5 separate regions of the Mus musculus genome follow, and regions 1, 2, 3 and 4 are each linked to region 5. The links are chromatin contacts, called in public HiChIP or PLAC-seq, Micro-C and promoter capture Hi-C maps. All regions are on one chromosome and are shown on one strand. Each heading gives the region's core, a stretch centred on a gene start, on an enhancer-like site or on the middle of the called end of the contact. The rest is flanking DNA. Distances are from core to core; before and after follow the strand shown. Region 1 has its middle 37 kb from the start of Fgd2. Region 2 holds the start of Pim1 (proviral integration site 1). Region 3 holds the start of Fgd2 (FYVE, RhoGEF and PH domain containing 2). Region 4 has its middle 23 kb from the start of Gm26885. Region 5 holds the start of Cdkn1a (cyclin-dependent kinase inhibitor 1A (P21)).

Region 1 (5,132 bases), core at 548-3,047, 300 kb before region 5:
TTTAATTCTGTAGCCCGGGCTGGCCTCCAACTCACAGTACCCCCCCCCCCCAGGTCTCGAAATCAGCTCCTGAGATTACAGGAGTGAGCCACCCTGGCCGAGACTCTTTTTTTAGTTTTGTTTCGAGACATATGTTGCGGGCCTGGCTCTTGCTATGTAGACCAGGCTGGCCTGTAACTCAGGGTTCTAGGACTGACAGCACTCAGCACCACCACACCCTGCTTCCTGGCCGGTCGAGTTGGGGACCTGCCAAGGAGGCAAGGGATGGGGTTGGGGGAGATGGAAAGGGGCTATGAGGTGGGGTGGGGGATACTTATAGGGTGTGTTTTGAAGTCCTGTTTGTATGCAGACTGGACATGAAACAGGACCTGAGCAACCTTGGCTTCCCAAGCAGAAGGGCAGCGCCGCATGCTTTGGTGTGCATCTGGGTGGCCTGTGCCGGGTGATTGCCGTGTGTGTGTGTGTGTGTGTGTGTGTGTGTGTGTGTGTGTGTGTGTGTATGTGGGTCCTTAAGTATCTTCCTTGTATTTCACAGGCAGGGTTTGGTACCATTCGGCACCTGCAAGCCGCCATCACTGCCCCTCCCACCCCCACGTCAACCTGTGCAACCTCTTCAGAAAGCAGTTTGTTTAAACACACCGAGTATTCACACCCCCATGCCCTTTGACCCAGTGAGTCCCTTTCTAGGAAGTTCCCTGGGGCGAGCCTTCTGAAATGCAAGGCAGCACTTAAGGCCTACAGCCCTTCCCTGGGGTTATTTAGAGAAGCTAAATAAATAAATAATGAGCCTGCAAGTCTGAAGCAGGAAGGGGTGTAAATCCCGCTGGCTGACGCTTTCTCCTATCTCGCTAGGGTCACTGTGTGGGCCTTCACCTTAGTTTTCCTATGTATCGTAATGTCAAAGGTCCATGCTCACTCTGCAATAGCAATTGGATTTAATGTCCCGTGCCAGGCAGACACATAGGCAGGGAAAAGCAAATGAACTTTATTAATGTTATCGCCAGGTATCGCACACGTGGGATCGCTGTAATTCCGGAGGCAGGAGCAGGAGGATGACAGGTTGGAGGGTCTCTTGATCTTTAGAGCAAATTCCAGGGCAGTCAGAGCTATGGAGTGAGACCTTGTCTCAAAAGTACCCCAAAAAAGGGCAAAAAGGGGCTGGCAAGATGGCTCAGCGGGTAAGGCAGGTAAGGCTTTTTGCCACCAAGCCCGAGTTCGATCCAACGAACAAACACCCCCGGGTATGTGCATGAAGGACTGCAGGTATGGCTGCTGGTTAGCATGCATGAAGTCCAGATGGCAGACCCCTTGCCAAGTGAACCCAGTATTGGTGGTGAATACGGATCCCAGCATTTAAGGTGTGGGCCAGAGGGTCGGAAGTCCCAAGCTAGTCTAATTACTGGGACTGTGTCTCAAAGAACCCCCAGCGAGTTTTGTTTACTGCAGGGGTTTAACCTCAGCCTTTTGAATACCAGGCACGCTCCCTGCCACGGAGCTACTGGCCCGGTCCTGAAGTGATTATTCACCAAACACTGGTTTGGGGTGTTAATATCACCTTTTTTCTTTTTCTTGTTCTTCTTCTTTTTTTAACTTTTCCGACTTGCACTGCGGCGCGCTGTATCGTCGGCCTTGCACTGTTTTTAATGATAATCTGTTTAAAGTCTAATATTGAAAAGGGAAAGGAAAGAGAAAGGAAACGTGAATTCCCAGAAGCAAAGGCCCAGGCTGATAGGGGGAACTGATCCACCCGCCCGTTCCAGGGAAACGCTGCAGCCACGTGGATCGAAGAGGCCGGCCATCTGCCTGGGCCCGCGCCTGGGTCCACCTCTTCCCTGCAGGGCCCGTAGGGGGCGGGGCTGGCCATGCTGACAGATGTGGCGGGAAAGGGTGATCGACCCTCCTCCATTTCCTTCCGCCCAGGCTCCTGGTGGAGGGGGGAGGTGTCTCCTCCCCAGGGACCCTTGCTGCCCTGGGGTGTGCCCATCTGTCTCCTTGGCCTCCATCCGCTCCTCGCTGGAGGCGACTGCTGTTTGCCTGGTGCAAAACCCTGGCTTTCCTGGGACTGTTAGCCTCCTGTGGTTCTCACCCGGGTCCGCCAGAATCACAGCAGCACCAGGGCCACCCAGGAACTGGATGGAAACACAAACGCACACACTCCACCCCAGATGCAGCCAACCTGCAGCTTGGGAGGTGAGGCTGCTCAGATGAAATCTAACAAGCCAGACAGCATCCCTCCCCCCACCCCGCCCCGCCCCCGTTTTAACTTAAAGAAAAAAGCTAAGATTATTTATGTGATTGTGTGTGTGTGTGTGTGTGTGTGTGCATGTGAACGACACACATGCCGGAGCTAATGGAGGTCAGAAGGTGTCAGATCCCTTGGGATTGGAGTTACAAGCTATTGTTAGTCACCACGTGGATACTGGGACCCAAACCAGAGTAGAAGTGCTTTTAAGTATAGACCAGCCTCTCCCTGAGCCTCTTTTTTGACTCTGGTTCTCATATAGCGCTGGCAGGTTTAGGAACTGATTGATGACTCTTAAGTCTGTCTCCAACTTCTGAGGGATACAGGACCATTCAAGAGTACCTACCCCACAATTGAATACCACAACCTCACTTTAGGGATTATCATGACCCTCTTTCATTAATAATAATAATAATAACAATCACAACAACAACAATACACAGACAGTAATTAAAAATACACACAAACAAGCAGAGCCAGCAATAGGATTCTGAGGCCATGCTCCTTAACCTCTGTGCCCAGAGCTGCCCAAAACTTAAGAGGTCCTGTTGGGTCCCCTCAGGTCTGGCTTTAGACTAACATGGCTTAATCGGCGTTTGGGATGGGAGGCACCAGACCCCTGGTTGTTTGATAGGAAAACCAGAATGGCCTGCCCTACCCCATCCTCCCACCTCCGTCCAGGAGCCCCCAAGCAGCCCAGATACCCTGTGGGCTCTGTGCCAGCTCAGTCCTCTCTATTCCTGACAGCAAGGGAGACTTTAAGGCTGGACCAGCCTGCAGCAGAGGCACACAGCACCACCTGCTGGCCAGAAAGTAGCACTGCTGGTGTCAAGGAACAACCGAAAGGACCCGGGAGACACCATACTCAGGAGGACTATGGCAGGTGCTCATGTCCACACGTGGCTGTCTGAGCCTGTGGGCAGGTGGCACTCTCAGTGCCAAGGCCTTGGAGACAGAACTACACTCTTCCCCTTATCTATGTATTTCCTCATCAGTATGGCGCTATGCCAGGCCCACACTGGGTGCCACCCGTGAGACTTCAGGCAAAATGATAGGTGATCTCAGGTTGGCATGAAATGGATTCTGGATGTAGCCAATCTCTCATTTGGGCTGACGCTAGAAATCTGTCTAGAAAAGATTTTTTTTTGTTTGTTTTGTTGTTGATTTTGATACATAGTCTCATGTGGCACAAACTACTAGGCTGGTGGCCAACTCTCCCTGTAGCTAAGGATGGCCTTGAACTGGTCTGCTTCCACGAAGGGCTGAGAGGGTTTGAAGTGTGCAGTCACCAAATTTGGTGGTGGTGGTGGTGGTGGTGGTGGTGATGGTGGTGTGTGTATGTGTGTGTGTGCTTGTGTGCCATGCGCTACCAGACTTGTTTGCTAGGGGAGTGGTTCTTCCACCATGCAAACTCCACACATCAAACTCAGCTGCCTAAGCTATTTATTTATTTATCACATAGGGACTTACCAGATAGCCAACGCCCCCCCCCCTCCACACACACCACTTCTCCTTCCAAGAGCTGGGAAGACAGTCACCATGAAGGGATCTTGCTATCTGCAGATTCTGGGTCACAGGATTCCTTTATCCTAGTTGGAAGCGAAGGACTCAGGATCCCTTTGAGGGCTTGGCATTAGTTAGATATGATTGTTCACAGAAACACACACACACACACACACACACACAGAGCTGTAGCAGCTGTCCTTGCATGAGTCTAAGGTAGGCAACCCTTGATTCCCAGAGAGAGGTCTGTGTCCGCTCTAGAATGCAGGGCAAATAGTAGCATGTGGCCTCCCAGGTACCCTAGGCTATGACCACTCTGGGGTGTATGAGATTCCAAAACCCAGCTTTTTTGGGGGGAGGGGTGTTTCGAGACAGGGTTTCTCTGTATCGCCCTGGCTGTCCTGGAACTCACTCTGTAGACCAGGCTGGCCTCGAACTCAGAAATCTGCCTGCCTCTGCCTCCCAAGTGCTGGGATTAAAGGCATGCGCCACCACACCCAGCCAAAACCCAGCTTCTTGTCCCCACTAGGAACCCCAGTCCCGATATGACCGATATGACAGGGGTTTCATAGGAACAGAGCCCCGCACCAGTAGGAAATTAGAAGCTGATAGGATCCCAGCTGGATAGGAGTGCTGAGCAGCAGAGGCATATACTGAAGCCACCTACAGAGGTGAAGATGGTGACCGGTCCGCAGCGGTCCCCTAGCCTACCCCCACCCCTGCCTGCGGTTTTCCTCAGCACGGAAGTGGTGGTGGATTCCCAGAAGCCCCACTCGAACTTTCCTGTCAGGGGAGTCCAAGTTCCTCCTTCTGGGGAAGGAGAAGTGGCAGTTTCTCCTGTGGGCTTTCAGTTTCATTCTAAGAAACCCGAGTGTTGAAGGAAGAGAAATTGTACTCCAGGGGTTTTCCCAGCTAGGCTCTAACTGAAGTGCACTTGCTGGGGCCTCTGGGTGGGCCTGGCACAAGAGGAAGTGAGCTGTGTTCTCTGGGGCCATTCCAGATCCTCCAGGTCTGCTCCCGGTCCCACCAACACACTCAGGGGCTACTATAGGAGCTCATATCCTGGACCCTCAAAGTTAAGCTGCAGTCTCTTTCTCCAGACTTTGCTGACAAAAAGCAAAATCTAATCAGAGCAGAGACAGAGAAATCCCTGTAGCTTCTGGTCCTGACCTAGAACCACTTATGACTAAAGAATATACACCGTTCCTACCATCTCTCTCTCTCTCTCTCTCTCTCTCTCTCTCTCTCTCTCTGTGTGTGTGTGTGTGTGTGTGAGAGAGAGAGAGAGAGAGTGAGAGAGAGAGAGAGGTCTCAGGAAGCCTACATTAGCCTCAAGGGGAACCTCTGAAGCCCTAAACCTCCTCTGGCCTTCACCTTTTTAAATGCG
Region 2 (5,001 bases), core at 1,709-4,208, 400 kb before region 5:
GAGGACTGTACACTCGGGTCCCTACCAGCAGAGGGAATAGAAAGAAACCAGCATTAGCAAAAAAAAAGTTAACAAAGCAGCTAGTCTGAGCCGCTTCTTTTAATTTTTTTTTTCTCCTCCAAAGTTTCTCTGTGTAGCTCTGGAAGTGACTCTGTAGGCCAGGCTGGCCTTGAACTCGGAGATCTGCCTACCTCTACCTCCCAAGGGCTGGATTAAAAGCAAGAACCACCACCTCCACTAGGTTTTCAAATATTTTTTAATAAAGACACTGCCTGGCTCGGGTTTGGTGGCACATGCCTTTAATCCCAGCTCTCAGGAGGCAGACAGGCAGATTTGACTTTAAAACAACCATATTTTTTTTTTCTCTCCATCTCTGCCTCTCTGGTCCAGACAGAAAATGAAGAAATGATATGGTAGCTCTCTGGGAGCCCAAAAACCCTAAACCCAAATCCCTTACACATCGGCCCAAAGACAAATAAAGCCACCGAAAAGCTCAAGTCTAGAGGCCCCACTCAGTGGGTTAGCCTTTAACTACAAGGACCCCAGGGCCCTGCCACACCAGTCTCATCTAGACCGGGCCCAGGTGAGGGCCTTTATACACAACTAACTCAGGGTGTGCTTTCCTCCGGGTTCTATGCAAGCAAGGCATAGACACTGCACTCTCCCACTCCCTAGACTGGAAAGGTACAGTTGCAGGGCTGGTTTCAGACCACGTGATTCCTGTTTACAAACTTTGGGGAGTAAAAAAAAAAAAAAAAAAAAAAGGTGCTAGCCTCGTGGTGCTCAACAGGGGGCAGCAAAGACTTGCCCAGGGGGGGAAAAACACAGGGGAGGACTCAGCCAGCCATTAACTGTTAAATACAAAAAACGCAGCCCAGCCCGGCATCCTCCAAAGAAATTCAAACCACAAGCCAGAGTCACAAGTTTTGAAAGGCCATAGTTTGTCCGGGTGAGCCACTCGGATCGTGACCCACCCTCGCGCTTTGATCTACTATTCCTGCCCTCCACTGCTGAAAGAACGCGATCCAAGCCCCTCCCTATGGTAGATAGGTTTTCATCCTCCCAGCGGAGACTCCCAACTAATTTTCAAACCAGCAACAGATCTTATTTCACAACATTCATTCCAGGCCTCGTCACCCCACAACACCCCCAAGTGGGGTGAAACCGCGGCTCTTATTCCTTTACCCTCAAAAGCAAAACAAAACAAAACAAAACAAAACCCTGCAGTTCTAAGAACTACCTTAAAACTCCCCCACAAAACAAAACTACAAAAGAAAAAAAAAAAAAAAGAAAAAGAAAAAGAAAAAAATCAGCACCAATGTCTCCCGCCACCAACGGCTCCACCTCCTACTGGAGGGAAAAGTGGGTCATACTTTAGAAATCTGGGCTACAGCCGGCTACCCACGACCTCTTATTCACCGGGAAAGCATGGAATTTAATAAATTCCTGCTGAAAAGAAAAACAAGCAAACACCAGCAGCAACAACAAAAACAACAACAACAACAAAACCCCAATCACGCCAGAAATGTTGCAGGTTCGTTCAACCAGCTCGAAATCCCCGGCTGTACTATGCCGGGAAGCTCGCCTCTGCCCCACCCCTGCCAGCTCTGAGCCAGGCGGCCCAATGACCTTTACAAAGGGCCGGAGCCGAGGCCGCCAGAGGCTTCCAGGCCGGCACCTTGGGCAGCTCCCTCCCCGGGGCCTGGCTCACCATCAAAGTCCGTGTAGACTGTGTCCTTGAGCAGCGCCCCCGACCCGAAGTCGATGAGTTTGATTTCGCCGCGGCTCAGGTCGATTAAGATGTTCTCGTCCTTGATGTCGCGGTGGAGAACCCCGCAGTTGTGGCAATGCCGCACGGCCTCCAGCACCTGCCAGAAGAATCCTCGGGCCAGGTCCTCCTGTAGGGCTCCTCGTTCGGTGATAAAGTCGAAGAGGTCTTGCACCGGTTCGGGCCTCTCCAGGATCAGCACGAAACTATCGGGCCTCTCGAACCAGTCCAGAAGTCTAATGACGCCCGAGAAGTCCGAGCTCACCTTCTTCAACAGGACCACTTCCATGGGCACTCGGGTGCCATTGGGCTGCAGAGTGAGGGCGAGGGTTAGCGCGCCGGTTCCGGCACGCCCGTCGCCACCCACCCACCCATGAGAGGGTCTCTGGCTCCGGCTCACTCACCAGTTCTCCCCAATCGGAAATCCGGTCCTTCTCCACGTGCTTAATGGCCACCTGGAAGAAGACCCCCGAGTCTCCATCAGACCCTCCTGCTCAAAGCATCCCTCCGCGCGCCCTCCCCGAGGCGGCGTTGCCCACTCACCGGCAAGTTGTCGGCGACGCGGATGCCAGAGTAGACCGAGCCGAAGCCACCGCTGCCCAACAGCGGGCCCACCTGGTACTGCGACTCCAGGGGCTCCTTCTCTTTGCCTAGGAAAGAGGCACGGGACACTCAGCGCGCTCGACCCACGCGGGGGTCTCCCGGCGTCCCAACGACCCGCGCGCCCAGGGTGGGGTGGGGACACTCACCCGGCGCCAGCTTGGTGGCGTGCAGGTCGTTGCAGGGCGCGGCGCGCAGGTGGGCCAGGGAGTTGATCTTGGACAGGAGCATCCCCACCTCCAGGGTGTCGGTGCGGCGCCGGTGCCGGGACGAGCAGCAGCGGCGGCGGAGCGAGCTGGGGCTGAGCCGACGGCCGGGACTCAGACTGCGGGTGGCGTTGCGGCTCTGGCTGCGGCTGGCGCGCAAGGCCGAGGGCGAGTCGGAGGACGACTGAGGGCGCTGGCGGGGCTGGCCGCGGGCGGGTTCGCCGGCTGGGTCAGGCAGTGCGGGAGGCGGCAGGGCGAGAGGCGCTGCGGGACCCAGGGCTGCTGCTGACTGTGACTGCTGCTGCTGCTGCTACTGCCGATCCCGCCGCCGGCACTGCCGACTCCCCTCCAGCCTCCTCCGCCGCCACGGCCGCTGCTGCAGACGCCCGGCTCGCCCCGCCGCCAGGAGTAAAGGGGCGGAGCGCGCCGCTGGGGAGGGCGCGCGCGGCGGGCGGGGACGGGGCGGGGCCTCTCCGGGAGGCCGAGGTGGGGAGCCGGGCTGGCTCGGCGGCGGAGGGCGGAGAGGGGGCGGGGAGGCGGCGGGACCAGGGCCGCTCCCCTCCGCTCCGCCCCCTCGCGGCTACACCCCTCTCCCCGGCCCCGCCCTCGGGCGCGGCTTCAGCCAACCAGAAGACGCCCTATTTGCATAAGGCGTTGCGGGCCCCGCCTCTCGCCTCGCGGTCAGAATGGTCGCTAACGCCGCCACGACGTGGCGGGAAGGAAAAGGCGCCAAAACGGAGGGGGAGGGGCGCTGGGCGTGCAGGGAGGCGGGAGCTGGGTGGCGCGCGCGGGCGGGGGAGGAAGGATGGGGAGGGGCGTATCGATTCAAACCCAAACAATAACAAAGCCATCAAAGGCCGCCCGAGGCCAGCTCTGCCGGCTCTGTGTTTCCCGGAGATTTGGGTTGTGGAGGGGGGTCGAGGATTGGAGCTGGAGCGTAGCAAGTTGTGAGAAATGGAAGGGCGTTGGTGTGGCGGGCGCGGAAGCCATGAGTAGGGACCGCGTGTGTGTGGATGCCGACCAGGGTGGTCCTCTGGTGTGACTCAGCCCGGAGACCTCCAAGGCTGCTGGGGCGGGTTGACGATGTTATGTGGGCTAGATCCTGGGGGTGATGATTGTGTTTTTGGGGGCGAAGGCTGTGCAAGACGTGAGTCACCGGCATTTTGCACACCGAGGCCAGTCACAGGCCTGCGAGGAAAAGTGGGGGAGACCTGGGATGCGAGGAGCCGGTGACAAAGATTCTCAATTTAGAAATGCAGAGAGAATTAGAAGGGACCCGGGGTACCTGATCCCCTCGGTCCATGTCCGAGCGCCTGAGAGAGGAAATCACGACACAAACGTTAGCTTTCTCTTGCCAAATGCTGCCTCAGCCCCTTCTGAGAGGGCGGGAGGAGCAGGAAAATTCCTGATCGCGGGCGAGGGTGGGAGGGTGCCGCTGGGTTTAATCAGAGGTTGTTGCGGTAGTTACCTTCTCATCAGCTTGGTATTAGCAGTCAGGCGATACCAGATATTATTGGCCCCCACCCCAGCCTTGTCTCAAAGGAAAGTCCCCACATGCACGTGGAAATACCACGGAAAGCTAGCCGAGTCCGCTTTCATCTTTTGTCCTTTTGAACTTCATGGAGAGTTGATAACGACGTGTGGAAATGGGTAAACTCTCATTCTGTGTAATCCATATAAACTGAGATACTGGTGGCCAGAGTCATGGACAGCCAGCTACACCCCTTGTTCGTTATTTTTGTTGTTGTTCTTAGGTCTGAGAGATCTTTAAAGGAGGAACGAGCCTGTTGTGGATGTAGTCATTAGCGCACGCGTTTAAATGCTTCCTTTACAAGTTTTCCATGCTGCTTATAAAGATGCCCAGAGACTCCATAACTTTTATGGATGCCTCTTACAAAACATTACATATTTCCCTTTGTTTGTGTTCTGTGGACTAACTCATTCATTTCTGATGACGAAAGGAGAAAAACCCAGGGGAAGGAGAATTACTTCCTTTTTTGCAGATAGGAAAATGACTCGTCACTGGGATGACACAGGGTCATACGACAGCAGAGAGAATGGCCCAAATTCTGCTCCTGAGGGTTCAGAGCTCTCCCTTTAATCAGCCTAAAAACATCTATGGCACTGGTATTGAGCAGGCAATCAGAAAACAGGTATGCCTAGAGTGGTGCCCAACGTTAAAACCACAACATTCTAACCAGGCCAGCCTTGTCTACAAAGAGAAACTCTGTCTATAAATAAATATGTGTTAAACACCAGTACAACTACCTCCAGTTCTCTATCAGGCCCTCAGCTCTGTCCAAACAGGACTATTTCCACTTGTTTTCAATCTCCCAGCACATTCCAGACTTTGTGCCTCTGAAAACTAAGTCCACCTGTCCAAAGTGCCCTGTCCTCTTCTCGGAATGTGTCTGATGTTGGGAAATC
Region 3 (4,577 bases), core at 993-3,492, 270 kb before region 5:
ATCTCTCCCGATACATCAAGGGAAGGTGGGCGCCAGAGAGTAATTCAGAGCAGGGACTCAGATGCTGAAACTGGGCCTTTTCAGGGATGCCTATGGCCTTCACACAATTACCAGGGGACAAAGCCATCCTGCAGAGCAGGGTCCCTGTTCCCCAGGTTCAGCCCTCACAGGACAGTTTTGCTGTGCAGCATTTACCAGTCCTTTGTAGGCCAGAGAAACCCACACTGCCAGAGCCAGGCATGTGCAGGGAGATAGCCAGGGTGACAGCGCTGGGTAGGCATCCCCTCGAGAAAGACAGACAGGGAAACGGAGGCCAGACAGGTACCGAGCCTCCAAACCCGATGAGAAAGAATGTCCCTGCGTCCATGCTGCAGATGTGGAGACTGAGGCAGAAAGGATGGGAACCTGAAAGTGGGGCAGGTAGGGGCAGCTGACATCCAAACCTCCATGCTAAGCTGTCTTTCCTCTTGATGTCAAGGACAGAGAGACCCAGAGAGCTGAGGTGATTGTCCTGGTCACAGGGCCTGGTGTAGGAAGAAGGACCGAGGTGGCCCATTCCAGACATAGAAAATGGAGTTCCTTGGCCTCAGGGCCTGCAGCCAGGGAGAGGGGGTTGGGTGAGAGGGTGCTGAGTCTCAGGTTTTTCTCCTGTACATTTGGTTTCAGCTTCTGCATTTCTAAGCACTCAGGCCTGTGCCTGTTTCCTCTCTAGCCCTCAGTTTCAGATCAGCTAGGCACCAAGGGCTCCACAGAGAGACGCCTGCATGGTCCCCTTGCTCAGAGCCTGACTCTCACACTCCTGACCACGCTTCTAGTGACCCACTCCTCTGTATGGCTACTCTACCTGCAAGGTGCAGCCAGACACCACTCAGTAGCCCAAGGGCTGGCATCTACATGAGCCTACGCCCCCTCCAGCATGAGTGTGGTGGGCCAAGAGGGCGGTGGGAATGAGCTGTCCCAGGTGCTGAATAGGATGCACTCAGCCAAGCTCCTGGAGAGGCAGAGTCAGGCTGCTCACCCAGGAAGTGAAACTTCTGCAGGGGTGAATGTGGGCTTCCACGTGGAGGCCCCAGGCACCTCCTGTGCATGGCCTGCAGGCCCACAACACAGCGTGGAGGCCTTCCCAGGGCATCTAAAGCCTGTGGCCTGGTGTCTCAGAAGGACGGAACTTTGTATCACAAGTAGAAATCTACCCCTGCATCCTCCACAGAACTCTAGGCACTAAGCTTTGTTCTTGTGGCTCCCGAGGGCTGGGGACTCTGGTGGCAGACTCCTTATCTTCATGTAAGAGTGCTGCTTTACCCAGCATCTAGCTGCTGAAGGCATGGGGACTCACTGTGGTGTACCCGGGTTCTGGAACCCTCTACAACAATCCAGGGCTCAGCCCCTCCCTCCACCTGCCCCTCCTCCCCTCGTCTCTCAGGTCCCCACAGCTTCCCCCTAAGCCTCCTGAGGCCAACCTCTATCTGCTTCCAGAGGACCAAAGGCACTCCCAAACCACAGGCCTGCAAAGCGGTTTCATGTCTCACACTCACGCCCCTCCAAGGCCACTCAGGACCCCTCCCACTCCTGGCTTTGTCTTTTCCCTTCAGACACAAGTGCCAGCACAGCCCCAAAATTCAAAGAAGCTAGTTCCTGTGTCCCCTCTTCTGTTCTCCCTATGATGGGAACCAAACAAGTCACACCCTAGGGCCATCAGAGTAAGCCCTGAGGTATAGAAAGGAACTTAGGAGAGAGGCCTGGTGAGCATGGCTCTGCTTTGTCCCAGTCAGCCACATTCCATCTGTGTCCCGCCTTCCTGTTCCCATTTGTGTCCTGGTGTGAGTGGGATGTGTGTGTGCATGGATTGGAGATCTCCCATGCTCACCCTGTCCAGCTTACTACCACAAGAGCAGTGGTTGCCTGTACTGCCAGGCACCCAGGATGGAGGGACCCCAGGTGCTGCCCCAAAGTACCAGATCAGATAGAAGGGCTCGACCCCTCCCCCACCATCTGTACCTGTTGTTCTCAAACACAGCCACCAGGTTGCACACTGAGTCCTGCTTCTCACAGGCTCGCTCCATCCTGCTAGCCTGCAAGGTGGTCCTCAGTTACCCCAGAAGCAGGGAGGGAGGCAATAGGCTGGTGCCCTCAGCACTCCCTGGCCAGCGGGTGAAGCAGGTCTACCACAGCCTGGAATCTGCCCATCGCTTCTGACTGCCTTGGGGCAGTTCCTATCTTCAGAGTGAAAAAAGAGGAAGTGGTCCCAGTAGCTTGGAAGAGAGGCCAGCACTCCCTACTGTGGGAGGAGCCTGTCAAACTCTCCTTGCTGTGGGAGGAGCCTGTGAAGTACTGCCCGGCCCTCTTGGCATCTGACCTTTACCTCTCAGATACTTCTACCCAGTCCTGTTAGAGAAGGCACGGGCTGTGGCAACAGTGGTCACAGGACGTTTCTGGAGCCGGATCCTGGGATGAGCAGCTTCCTGGATATCCAATTCTCTGCATGGGGGGAAAGGGGACGGCTCAGGGATGTTTTACTTAGTACCATTCTCAGCATCTTCCTTGCATCTGGCGCTGTGCACTGCTGATGGAAAAACAGCTTTTAAATTAAAATGGACCACAGGGTTGGGGATGTAGCTCAGCTGATAGAGAATGCTTGCTTGGCATGCGGGAAGCCCAGGGCTTTATCCTCAGCACTGTAGAACTGGGTATCATGGCACATGCCCATGGCACCCACTTGAGAGGAGAAGTCCAAGTTCTTCCTTGACAACGTAATGAGTATAAGACCAGATTCGGCTACGTGAGACCTGTCTCAAAAAAAAAAATGGGGTCGGATGGGGTGGGCTTTGAGATGGTTCAGGGGTAAGAGTACTTGTAGCCAAGCCTGGCAGCTTGAGTCTAACCCTGGAGCCCCACATGGTGGAAAAAAAATAGACTTTTCCTTTCTTTTTATTTACTTTTATTTTTTATGTGTATGAGTGTTTGGCCTGTGTGAGTCTATTATACCACATTCGTGCCTGGTACCCACAATGGTCAGAAGAGGGTGTTGTGGGAATGGGACCTAGGTCCTTTCTAAGTTCTCTTAACCTCTGAACCAATTCTCCACCCAAAATGCAGACTCTTTCAGGTTGCCTCTGGGCTCCAACCCACACACACTGTATCTCTTGTACTCCTACCCTAAAAAAAACATCTAAAGCTGAACTGGTGGTGGCACACACCTTTAGTCCCAGCACTCGGGAGGCAGAGGCAGGCAGATCTCTGAGTTTGATGCCCACTTGGTCTACAGAGTAACTTTTTTTTTTTTTTTCAAGACAGGGTTTCTCTGTAGCCCTGACTGCTCTGGAACTCACTTTGTAGACCAGGCTGGCCTCGAACTCAGAAATCCACCTGTCTCTGCCTCCCAAGTGCTGGGATTAAAGGCGAGCGCCACCACGCCCAGCTCCAGAGTAACTTTTAAGACAGCTGGGGCTACACAGAGAAACCCTGTCCGGAAAAAAAAAAAAAAAGAAAAATAGGGCAAACAAAACAAAAAACCCCACAGACTGTGAGGATATGCAGGAAGGGGTCCTGTGGTCCCCAACACCTCTTTGGATGCTTTTGTCTTAATGATGTTGATATTTCTCTAGTGGCCCGGGTTGGAGAGCCCCTATGGGTTAGAGCTAACAAGTCTCCTCTCTTTCACTCCCATAGCTGTGTTACACAGTGTGCTCCCTTATCAGAAATGGAGGCCAATGGAAGTCAAGACACCTGACTGAGGTCACCCAGGAAGAACAGGGGAAGAACTGCCATTTCTGAAGCCCAGGTAAGTGTCCTATGACTCCAGCAAAGACCCAGGGAACCTGGAGGGTGACCTCCATGCACTCCATCCTCAGGGTCCCCTGATCACAGCACCCTAGGGAAATCTGCCTCTTGGTCACTCAGGGTTTCTAGAACACGTGACCAGCGCCTCTGCTCTGCTCATTCAAGCTGGAAAGCCATTCATTCATTGCTCTCCCATGGATCCTGAGCCAGGACCCTCCACTGAAGCTAGTCTTTGTCCTCGGATCAAGTGTGAGCCATCCTGGAGCCCAAAGTGCCTGGCAGAGTTTCTGCTGTGGTAGCTGTGAGCCTGGAGCCTCCTGCCCAGCAACCCTGCACCTCTGAGCTCCCCCACCCCCCAGCTGTGTTTGCCACCAGAGGCCAGCCCAGTCCTGAGGACTAAGTCTCACTAATCCCAAATGCAGGGCCTCTGCAAGAGGAGCAAGTGCTCTTAACTGCTGAGCCATCTCTCCAGCCCCACAATGCTAGTTTTATGCCATGCTGAGGATGCAGAGCCGGCCAGGCTCTCTACCAACTGAGCATCGTCCTTAGATCCCCTTGCACTTTTTGTCATAAAAAAATGAAGAACATACCTTAGATCCCCTTGCACTTTTTGTCATAAAAAAATGAAGAACATACACGAGGGTAGACAGAATAGAATAATTCACCCCCATGAGCCCTCTCAGTCCACACCAGAGTTCATTCCCCACCTATGTGTGGCTCTTTCGATTTCCCTTCTGTGTCCTGATTAAGCAAACCCCAAATGCCAAATGACATTATTTCTGTATGTATTTAAAAAC
Region 4 (5,133 bases), core at 1,180-3,679, 420 kb before region 5:
ATGTAGACCAGGCTGTCCGGGAACTTACAAAAATCTACCTACTTCTGCCTCCTGAGTGCTGGGACTGAAGGCATGTGCCACCTCAACCTGCTTTAAAAAGTTATCTCTATTTTTTTTTAAATCGTGTGCACTCGGGTTTGAACACATGAGTCCAGGTTCCCAGGAAGGCCAGAAGAGGCTGTTGGAGTCCCTGGAGCTGAGTTCTGGGTGGTTGTGAAACACCAGGGTTAGGTGCAGGGAACCAAATTTGGTTTCTGTAAGAACAATGTGTGCTCTTAGCCAGTGAGCCATCTCTCCAGGCCTCCAAGGAAAGAGTATGTAAAAGCTCACTGCTGAGAGCTGGTGTGCACCTATCATCAGCAAGGAACCACTCCTGTGGCCTGTGTTTCACACCCAAGTGTAATGTTATAGTCTTATACCCACTGTCCTTACAGGTCGGCCTTGCATGCAGTGCTACAGAGTACTAGAGGAAGTGACATGGCCAGGCCACATATAAAAGCAGGACTTAGGTCACACTGGCTGAGCTCCTGAAGAAGCAGCAGCATGTCCTATCTAGTACCTTCCATATTTTTTTAAAGATTTATTTATTTCATTTATATGAGTACATTGTTGCTGTCTTCAGACATACCAGAAGAGGGCATCACATCAGATCCCATTCCAGATAGCTGTGAGCCACCATGTGGTTGCTGGGAATTGAACTCAGGACCTCTGGAAGAGCGGTCAGTATTCTCAACCACTGAGCCATCTCTCCAGCCCCATATATTTTATTTTATTTTTTTAAAGATTTATTTATTTAGGGCTGGCAAGATGGCTCAGTGGTTGAGAGTACTGACCGCTCTCCCAGAGGTCCTGAGTTCAATTCCCAGCAACCACATGGTGGCTCACAACCATCCGTAATGAAATCTGATGCCCTCTTCTGGAATATCTGAGGACAGCTACAGTGTACTTACATATAATAAATAAATAATTTTTTTTTGAGACAGGGTTTCTCTGTGTAGTCCTGGCTGTCCTGGAACTCACTCCGTAGCCCAGGCTGGCCTCGAACACAGAAATCCGCCTGCCTCTGCCTCCCGAGTGCTGGGATTAAAGGCGTGTGCCACCACTGCCCGGCTAAATAAATTTTTTTTAATTATTTATTTATTATATATACAGCATCCTGCCTGCATGTAAGCCTGCAGGCCAGAAGAAGGCCTCAGATCTCATTACAGATGGTTGTGAGCCACCATGTTGCGGCTGGGAATTGAACTCAGAACCTCTGGAAAACCAGTTAGTGCTCTTAACCACTGAGCCATCTCTCCAACCCTTCTATACACTTCTTGGTTTTTTTTGTTTTGTTTTGGTTTTTTTTTTTGTTTGTTTGTTTTTTGTTTTTTTCGAGACAGGGTTTCTCTGTATAGCCCTGGCTGTCCTGGAGCTCACTTTGTAGACCAGGCTGGCCTCGAACTCAGAAATCCTCCTGCCTCTGCCTCCCGAGTGCTGGGATTAAAGGCGTGGGCCACCACGCCCGGCTTTCTATACACTTCTTAACTCCTAATATGCAGCAGCCTCAATGGAGAGTGGGATAGTAGGGTTACCTTATATCCTATCTAGTACCTTTAAACCTTGTCTCAGAAAACTACGTACATAAACAAATGAACAAATAAGTAGCCTTCTAAACATTGGCATGGTGGTGGTGTGGGCCTGGAAACTGTGTTTGGTGATTGGAGGTATGGGATCAGGAGTTCAAACTCTTCCCCATCTGTATGTTCATGTTTCGGGCTAGCCTGGGCTGCTTGAGACCATATGCTGTGTAGGAACAACAAAACAAAAGTGTTTGAAGCCAGATACGGTGGGGTTCACGTTCTGTCTCGGCACTGTCTCGGCACTGGGAGGCTGAGGAAGTCCAATGTCTGTGCGTTAGAAGATAACCTTGTCTACAGAAAGAGTCCTAGTCTACATTAGACCTATAAGACCGTGTCTCAAAAAATAAAGTGAAGTAAAAGAAGTGTCTGGGAGTGGAGATCTGTTCGTCCCCGTGGGGCTGTGCATGGGGGCCAGAGGCAGATGTCAGATGTCCATGATCACTCTTCTTTATCCCCTCAAGATGGTCTCTCCTACACCAGACTGGAGTTTGCTATTGCCTGGCTACACTGCCTAAGCTGTCTAAAAACCTCAGAAATCCTCCGGCCTCAGTACCGGGATTCCAGGTGCACACCATGCTCCAGACTGGCTTCTGTGATCTGAACTCAGGGTCACATGCTTTGGCAGCTCTTACCCACCGAGCCATTCTCCCCAACACTATTCGTTTGAATCACATTCCTCCCAGCCCTGAACACTCCTCCTACTGTGTACTCACCGAATTCAGAATAGCGAGCAGTCTAACTCCTTTTCCCAATAAACTGCGAGAAATTCATTTGGACCTGGGGCAGTTCTTCAAATGACCACTAGGTGGCAATCGGCGACAAGTTTCCAGTTAGCACTGCCGGCCAAAACAAGATTCTACAAACAGTATTGAAACCTACAACAGGATTTAATCCCTGCCCCGGTGTCTTCAGCCCAGTCACAGCAGAAGTGAGGAGGCTGGAAACCAGAAATAAACTCGATTAAGAGAAACTTGAGCCGGGCCAGGTGTAAGCGGGTCATTCCACCAGCTGACGACCCTAAGGCAGGAGGGTCAAAAAGTTCCAGGCCTACCGGAATTCGAACTCCAGCAATTTGGTGAGACTGTATAACAAAATAAAAAGCAAAAAGATGGCTGGGCCCGAAAGCACAAAAGATGGCTCCTCAGATTAAAAGTGTTTGCTGCAGGGTCCAGGCAGCCTGAGTTCAACCCTGGAAACCTCATCCTAAAGCTGTCCTTTGACATGTACACACAGGCACACACGCACACACACACACACACACACACACACACACACACACACACACACCATAGCACCCATGTGCCTATACACACACACAGTAATAATAAGAATAAATAGATGGGGGCTGGAGATGCTCAGCGGGTAAGAGCACTGACTACTCTTCCAGAGGTCATGAGTTCAAATCCCAGCAACTACATGGTGGCTCACAACCATCCTTAATAAGATCTGATGCCCTCTTCTGGTGTGTCTGAAGACAGCTACAGTGTACTTAGATATAATAATAAATAAATCTTAGGAAAAAAATAAATAGATATGTTTAGCTTTTTAAAGAGACACTAGAAGGTACTTGGTGTGGGAAACTCTAAGGTTCAGTATACAAAAATGAGCTGTGTAGCCTTGGCTATCCTGGGACTCTCTCTGTAGACCAGGCTGGCCTCGAACCTACAGAGATTCATTCACCTGCCTTGGCCTGTGAAGGTGTGTGTCTCCCATTTTCTTTTCTTTTTAAGATTTATTTTATGTATGTGAGTACACTGTTGCTCTCTTCAGAAAGAAGAGAAGAGGGCTTCCAATCCCGTTATAGATGGTTGTGAGCCGCCATGTGGTTGCTGGGAATTGAACTCAGGACCTCTGAAAGAGCAGTCAGTGCTCTTAACCGCTGAGCCATCTCTCCAGCCCCATGTGCCTCCCATATTCTCCACTCTATCACCTTCTGGGGAAGCCTTCACACTTCCACTAAGGCTGCTTCTGTTAGGGAGGCCCTCCCACTTCTACTCCTGACCTCTCCAGCCCCACCCCATCTCCGCAGCCTGTCACAGGTGGCTACCCCCTCTTCGGCCAACAAGTGTCGCTCTTGGCTCACGGACTCCAATCTAGCTGGCTCCTGCTTCTTCCCTTTCTACCACCCTTCCTCCCCTGGCTTCAGTCCCCAGGCCTCAGTCCCACCTCCCCTGGGCTTCACTCTGCACTGATGACCCAAGCCCTCCCCCATCCCTTCGGTTTTGACCTCTCTGAAATCCACTTTGTTTATGTAACTGCTTCCACTAAGACCGGTCCACCGGTCACGGAGCTCAGCAAGAGCAGGTCAGTACCTATGCCCTGGGAACAAACAGAGCCTAGCAAAGAGATAAGCGGTCGCTTACAAGGTGAGGGTCAGAGGAGAGAATCGATTCCCACAGGTTGCCCTCTGACCCCAGCCCTCTCACGGTGGATGGCCAGCCCACATCCATACATTCGCACTCATGAGTAAATGAGTGTAATTTTATCTTTTTTGTTTGGTTGGTTGGTTTTTGGTTTTTCGAGACAGGGTTTCTCTGTATAGCTCTGGCTGTCCTGGAACTCACTCTGTAGACCAGGCTGGTCTCGAACTCAGAAATTCACCTGCCTCTGCCTCCAGAGTGCTGGGATTAAAGGCGTGCACCACCACGCCCAGCCGTAATTTTACATTTTAATGCAAAGTCTATTTATGAGGCTTACTGTTGGGGACGGGTATAGTGGCACAGGCCTTTCACTCTAGGGCTCAAGCCACAAAGGTAGGTCAGCCTGATCCCCATGGAGAGTTCGGGGACAGCCAGGACTACACAGAGACCCAGACTCAAAACAAATGAACGCGCTTGTCTACTCCAAGGATCTGACGCTGCTGCCGTCTGGCTTTGAAAGGTACCCGAGCTCGAGCACACATGTGCACATGCAGACACACACATAATTTACAATTTAAAAAAGGGAGCTAGAGAGGTGGCTCAGCGGTTAAGAGCACTTACTGCTCTTCCAGAGGCCCTGAGTTCAAATCCCAGCAACCGCATGGTGGCTCACAACCATCTCTAATGAGTTCTAATGCCCTCTTCTAGTGTGTCTGAGAAGAGCTACAGTGTACTCACATACATAAAATAAGTAAATCTTTAAAATAAAATAAAATAAGTCACTGGATGGTGACTTATTTTAAGTCACTTTTAATATTAAGCACTTGGGAGGCAGAGGCAGGCAGATCTCTGAGTTGGAGGCCAGCCTGGTCTACAGAGAAAGTTCCAGGACAGCCAGGGCTACACAGAGAGACCCTGTCTCCAAAGTAAATAAATAATAAATAAATAAATAAATAAATAGATAAATTAGTCTTGACTAGGTTGGAGCCCCTGCCTTTAATTCCAGGGCTCTAGAATTAGAAGCACACCCAGGGCCTTTTTGCAGTCAAAGCCAGCCCATTCTACATAGTTTCAGGCCAGCCAAGCTATACAGTGTAACCCTGTCATTCATATATATATGTATATGTATATATATATATGAATGACATCTC
Region 5 (4,964 bases), core at 2,415-4,914:
AGCCTGGGAGGAGGCAGCAGCCTGGGGGGAGGCAGTAGCCTGGGGGGAGGCAGCAGCCTGGGGGGAGGCAGTAGCCTGGGGGAGAGGAGAGTCTGAAGGGGTGGAGCGGGGTTAAGGCTCTCTCCCAGGCTGAGCCACATCCTGCCAGGCAGATCAGGTAATCTGGAGTCTAGACACCTCCCAGCCCCAGACGTGCCTATAGCCTGTGCCCAAGGAACCCGTTTTACAGGCACTGAAAAAAAAAAAAAAGTTAAAGGTGTTGGTTTACCTGGCTCCTCTCCAGGAAAGAGGGATACCTGAGTGGCCCATCCTGACTCCAAGACTAGGGGATGCAGCTTCTAAGGAGGGCCTTTGAGCTTGCAAGGTGAGCCCCAGTGGCTTCCTGAGGCAAGACCCCCTGGGCTCTTACCACATACACTACCACACACATACACACGCCCAGCTCCTTAAGACCTCAGGGTGAGTTTGCCCACAGCTGGAAGAGAGAAGGGGGTACCCAGACTATGATTCAAGGTAGGAAGCCAGAAGAGATGAAGCGTCTGGGGCCCCGATGGTAAAGCCTGGGCCTTGTGCTAAGCAAGGAGCTCTCTATAAAACTGGGTGTGGCGGCACACACCTGTAATCGCTGGAGGCAGAGGTAGGGAAAGAAGTTCAGGGTCTACCTTGGCTACTACATAGGGAACGTGGCCAGCATTGTGGCTTCCATAAATAAGTAAAACAGCCAATTCCCAAAACACAGCACTCGGGAGGCAGAGGCAAAATGTCTGTGAGTTGAAGGCCATCCTGGTGTGCATAGTGAGAGCCTGGCTAAACACCAACCAACCGAAACACAGGTCTAACAAGGATTCCCACTGCCCGCAAAAGGATTCTCAAGGTGCAGACCTCAGAGGCCTAAAGGACCTCAGATGGCCTCTGCCTACAGGTAGAGCTTGGGGCCTATTCACATCCTTTAGTACAACTCAGTCATCCTCCTGCCTCTGCCTCTAGTGTGCTGGGATTGCAGTTGTAAGCCACCAAAAGCTATCGTTAATAGATGGCAATATCACATTCTTTTACGGCAGAGCTAATCCAGGTTCAGAATGTGTGTCCAAAGGCACAGGGCTCACAAGCGGGGTTTGAATTCAGACCCTTTTGGTCTAGTATTGATCATTCTCTCGTCTTCTCACCTTGAGGGGCATGACCAGAGGACTCCATTAAAATCAGCTGGAAAAGCTTTTTTATTAAATATAGACTGAGCTCCATGTTATGGGGAGAGTCTTTAATCCCAGCACTCCACCAGAGGCACGTGATCCTTATGAGTTCCAGGCCACTGGGCCAGCCTGTCTATATAGTACTGGTAGCTGGGGCCATTTTGTAAGCTTGTCTCTCTGTCTCTGTCTCTCTTTCACACACACACAGAGACAGAGAGAGAGATCTATATAGATATAGAAATATAGATTGGCTCATTTCCCCAGACAAACTGAGCCGAAAAACAAGTTTGGTGCCCTTCCCCAGACGGTAGCTCACAGGGGCCAGAGGAAGGAAGGGAAGACACCAATGGACTCGGCTAAGGCTGGATAGTCCCCAGTTTTTCATAGCTGAAGATAAGACCAGGAACCCAAGAGGGGCACGATCTCCACCTTGTCTCTCAAGGGCCACGCCTCCCTAATAGTCCGCTAGCACACCCTGCTAAAATCACTTGTATCTGGCCATCAGGCATATTTTAATTCCCTTTAAGCCGCGGTGGGGGTGGCAGAAGCCCGTGGTGCCACCCGCGCCTAGCCGGCCTTGCAGTCCTCACTGATGCCGGTAGGGGGCGCTGTGCACTCAGGAAATGGCGCTCGGTAGGCGGCGCGTAGGCCGAGCAAGGAGTGGTGAGTCAGTTTCCTGCCCGGCGCTGCCCGCCCGCCAAAACTGCTTGGGCACCGGAGCTGCGCGTCACCCTGGGGTGGAGAGAGGAGAGGAAAGGAGGGGGACCCCGGGCCACAAAACACGTCACGATGAGCCCAGGCTTCCTAAATTCCCGCCTATGTTGGGAAACCAGACTGAGCGCGCGCGCGCGCACGCATACACACACACACACACACGCACGTACACAGACACACACACACACACACATACGCACGCACGCACACACGCACGCACGGACACTCGAGAGCAAAGAAAGTGCTCTTAGCTCTGGCCCCCTCCACCTTGATCTCCACGCCCAAAGCACGCGATGAGTCAGATCCCTGGAAAATAAAAATAGATGAGGGCGAGGACAACAAAAAACCGCCTGAGTGTCCTCTCTGAAACGCGACGTAGGGGACAGAGGAAGCTGCCAGCGCGCCCCCAAATGCCAAACCCAAGCCCAAAGTATTTCCCGCACGACCAGGGTGCAAGTGTAGCCCTTGTCCCCGGAGGTTCCGAGTGGAATGGATGTGCCCTAGTGGGCGCACTCAGCCTGGTCACCTTCCTACACTGGGTGTGGACTGGGTCGAGGGCCCCAGCCCCGGGGCGTCTGATGTACGGCACCCGTAAGCCTCACTCCGCGAGGATACCGGCCGCTCTACAGTGCGGGCTCCTCTCGCGCCCCACGGTCACTGGTCCGGGTCGTGGTGGGCGCGGTGGGTGGGACCCTTTGCGCTTCCCGGGCTGGCAGGGTGGACAGGACCCGCCCAGACTCCCTGTCCCCGAGGGCGCGCCGCCGAGCGGGGACCGGACACCGCGTCCTGGACCTCCCCGTGTCCCGGGTTCCCTGGGAACATACTGTGCCCGCCAAATAGGTCACTGTGCCGCGCGGGGGAGGGGACGGGGCAGGAACGAGGCTGTACCCGGGCAGGGAAAGGGGCTTCTGGGCTGCCACTGACCCATCCCCAGTTGTGGCGCGATTCTGGTCTCAATCCAGTGCCCGGGGTCTCCTTGTCACAATGAGTCACCTCCTCGCCTGTCCTCTAGGACGTGCCCAGGCACGATCCCGAGGGCGGAGGACACAGCTCGCGCTGACCTCAGAGCCCAGTGGGGTGGTGGCTACCGCGAAACAGGGCACTTGGTTCACAAGGACCGGGGATCCGGCGGCACCCATGGGATCGGAGAACCGCTCTGCGCTAAGCTCTAGATAGACTCGCCGAAGCTTGTCACAACCGCCACCCAGGACCCATCTCGGGGCACCGTGAGCTTCATTCTCACGCTTTGGGCGAGCCGCACCTGGAATCCCTAGAAACATTGGCAACCAGAAGCGAGCTCCCGGTAGCCGATCCCCGCCAGCCATCGCTCGGACCCGGTCTCCAAGGACTGGAAGAGTGGCTGCCATCCGTGGTCCTGGAGTTCAGACTCTGTATGCCGAGTCCGCGACATAGCCTGACCCTCGTCACACTCCAACAAACGAAGCCTTCAGCCACCACGGACGCTCAGACCCACACCCGTCATCCACCTGCCGCGGACACACCTGTGACTCTGGCGGGCACGCACAAATACACATATACACACACAGGTGATCCACTCATCACCACACACACACACACACACACACACACACACTTCTGGGGACACCCACTGGGCTCAGCGCATTGCTACGGGGAAGAACTATTGTTCCCTGCCACGAAGCTCTCACCTCTGAATGTCTGGATATCGCTGTGGATCTGCGCCTGACTCCAATTCCCCTAGACTCTGACACCGCGGCGGCTCACACCTCTCGGCTGCTGCAGTTGGCGTCGAGCTGCCTCCTTATAGCGTCGGCCCAGGCCCCGCCCCCTCAGAGGCAGGACCAACCCACTCCTTCACCGATCCCGGGGACTCGCTGGCCCGCCCTCCCCTCTGGGAATCTAAGCCCGCGCCAGACAGCTAGAACCGGCGCGCGTTAAGAGGGCGCGCCCTCCCCTCCCCCACACCTGGGCTATTCTCTTGTCACGCAGCGCACCAGCAGAGCCACATACATCTATGAACAACAGTACAGTTAGAGCTGAGTGAGTGTTTATGGGTCTGTCCCTGACCAACTGTGGGAAGGACTAACTCTTTTCCAGATCACTGATATTAGTAAATAAAATCCTGGGTTTCGGGAGGTGGGTCTGTTGGTACAGTGTTTGCCTAACTTGCTGGAAGTGAAGCCCTGGGTTGGAGCTCCAGGGCCCCATAAACTGGGCATGCGGGGTCACGTCTGTAATAACAGCGCCCAGTGGGGGGTGAGGAGGGGGAAATAGGCATTCAAGGTCGTTTTGACAGCTACCTATTCCGATGGAGACCAACTTGAAATATGTGACACTGTTTCAAATATAAATAAATTGATCATTTGAGTATGATAGCAAAAGCCTGGAATCCTATACTTGGGAGATTGAGGCACGAGGGGCGTTACAGGTTCAAGACCAGCCTGGGCTATCCATTGAGACCCTCTCAAAAACAAAACAAGCCCATAAATAATAAAAAATAGTTTAAAATCCCAAGAAGTCCCACTATGTCTGGAGATTTTTTTCCCCCTCCTCCCAGAAGCCCCTCGGACATCGGGTCCAGAACGCGATCATTTCCTCCCTGTCTCACAGACGAGGAAAGCAGTTCCACAGAAGGAAAGGATGCTGTCAACCGCCTCAGAAATCGGGGAGATTGAGTCCAGTTCTCAGACCACGGACTACCAAGAAAAACAGCCGCCAGGCTCCTTACCTCCCCTCTCCCCTCTTCAGAAGCCAGCATGTGAACATTTCTCACACCATAATACATCCTGCAAGTGAGAGCATCAAGACCTGACTGGGACCACACTAATGGCTACCTGCTGACCTCTGGCAAGCTGCCCAGAGTACTCTGCTTGCAGATTTCTTTCTCTGGGTCCAAAATGAGGGAAATGTCTAATACTCCCCCTCCCAAGATCCAGACAGTCCACTAAAATGACATTGATAAAGGACAATTCTAGAAACATCTACGGATGTTCCTGACAGACATAGCAGTAAGACATTCTCCGTTCCCACCTTCCTCCATGTCTCTAGTCAGTTTTATTTCCTTCTGTTTGGGGTCTTTTG

What was found. Promoter capture Hi-C pulls out the DNA fragments that hold promoters and counts their contacts. Hi-C and Micro-C count contacts between places; a contact is called where the count stands out from the background. HiChIP or PLAC-seq counts read pairs in DNA pulled down with a chosen protein or histone mark. Capture Hi-C pulls out chosen DNA fragments and counts their contacts.
Region 1: a contact with region 5 is called in an HNF4G HiChIP or PLAC-seq map of pancreatic cancer cells. The contact joins the enhancer-like site here to the promoter of Cdkn1a in region 5. A contact is called at or near these places in 3 of 39 promoter capture datasets (the C10 cell line, hippocampal neurons and liver), 1 of 15 datasets of contacts at CTCF or cohesin (the NIH/3T3 cell line), 9 of 115 datasets of contacts at active chromatin or transcription factors (CD8 T cells, the HPC-7 cell line, bone marrow-derived dendritic cells and 5 more) and 1 of 9 other capture datasets (liver).
Region 2: a promoter capture Hi-C map of liver shows a contact between it and region 5. The contact joins the promoter of Pim1 here to the promoter of Cdkn1a in region 5. A contact is called at or near these places in 1 of 39 promoter capture datasets (liver), 11 of 484 Hi-C or Micro-C datasets (CD4 T cells, the G1E-ER4 cell line, LSK cells and 7 more), 12 of 115 datasets of contacts at active chromatin or transcription factors (CD8 T cells, the SCID.adh cell line, T-cell acute lymphoblastic leukemia and 5 more) and 2 of 9 other capture datasets (adipose tissue and liver).
Region 3: a contact with region 5 is called in a promoter capture Hi-C map of liver, with 2.2 times the contacts expected there. The contact joins the promoter of Fgd2 here to the promoter of Cdkn1a in region 5. A contact is called at or near these places in 12 of 39 promoter capture datasets (3T3-L1-derived adipocytes, the C10 cell line, the HPC-7 cell line and 7 more), 5 of 484 Hi-C or Micro-C datasets (cerebellar granule neurons, group 2 innate lymphoid cells, pro-B cells and 1 more), 6 of 115 datasets of contacts at active chromatin or transcription factors (the HPC-7 cell line, bone marrow-derived dendritic cells, embryonic hindbrain and 3 more) and 3 of 9 other capture datasets (adipose tissue, liver and pancreatic islet).
Region 4: a contact with region 5 is called in a Micro-C map of the G1E-ER4 cell line, with 5 times the contacts expected there. The contact joins the enhancer-like site here to the promoter of Cdkn1a in region 5. A contact is called at or near these places in 3 of 39 promoter capture datasets (embryonic stem cells, liver and neural stem cells), 2 of 15 datasets of contacts at CTCF or cohesin (large pre-B cells and pro-B cells), 8 of 484 Hi-C or Micro-C datasets (B cells, the G1E-ER4 cell line, Th1 cells and 4 more), 13 of 115 datasets of contacts at active chromatin or transcription factors (the NIH/3T3 cell line, bone marrow-derived dendritic cells, bone marrow-derived macrophages and 9 more) and 2 of 9 other capture datasets (liver and pancreatic islet).

Annotation. Positions count from the first base shown.
Region 1 is chr17:29,394,991-29,400,122 of GRCm38.p6, reverse strand. No RefSeq gene overlaps it. Among named protein-coding and RNA genes, the nearest start is that of Fgd2, 37 kb to the right of the region's middle. Within about 2 kb of position 1,797, at least 179 of the 459 cell types and tissues checked have an H3K27ac peak or open chromatin away from gene starts, as enhancers often do. A contact at or near this core is called in CD8 T cells, the HPC-7 cell line, bone marrow-derived dendritic cells and 4 more, where this site is marked.
Region 2 is chr17:29,488,742-29,493,742 of GRCm38.p6, reverse strand. Pim1 (proviral integration site 1) reads right to left here and starts at 2,958. Exons shown (of 6, transcript NM_008842.4): 1 at 2,518-2,958; 2 at 2,312-2,418; 3 at 2,173-2,223; 4 at 1,712-2,078; 5 at 1-21. The coding sequence starts at 2,599. It overlaps Gm26885 (predicted gene, 26885), which reads left to right and starts at 2,199. Exons shown (of 4, transcript NR_168683.1): 1 at 2,199-2,566.
Region 3 is chr17:29,358,579-29,363,155 of GRCm38.p6, reverse strand. It overlaps Fgd2 (FYVE, RhoGEF and PH domain containing 2), which reads right to left and starts at 2,242. Exons shown (of 16, transcript NM_013710.4): 1 at 1,999-2,242. The coding sequence starts at 2,063.
Region 4 is chr17:29,511,912-29,517,044 of GRCm38.p6, reverse strand. No RefSeq gene overlaps it. Among named protein-coding and RNA genes, the nearest start is that of Gm26885, 23 kb to the right of the region's middle. Within about 2 kb of position 2,429, at least 61 of the 459 cell types and tissues checked have an H3K27ac peak or open chromatin away from gene starts, as enhancers often do. A contact at or near this core is called in B cells, the G1E-ER4 cell line, Th1 cells and 4 more, where this site is marked.
Region 5 is chr17:29,092,469-29,097,432 of GRCm38.p6, reverse strand. It overlaps Cdkn1a (cyclin-dependent kinase inhibitor 1A (P21)), which reads right to left and starts at 3,664. Exons shown (of 3, transcript NM_007669.5): 1 at 3,572-3,664.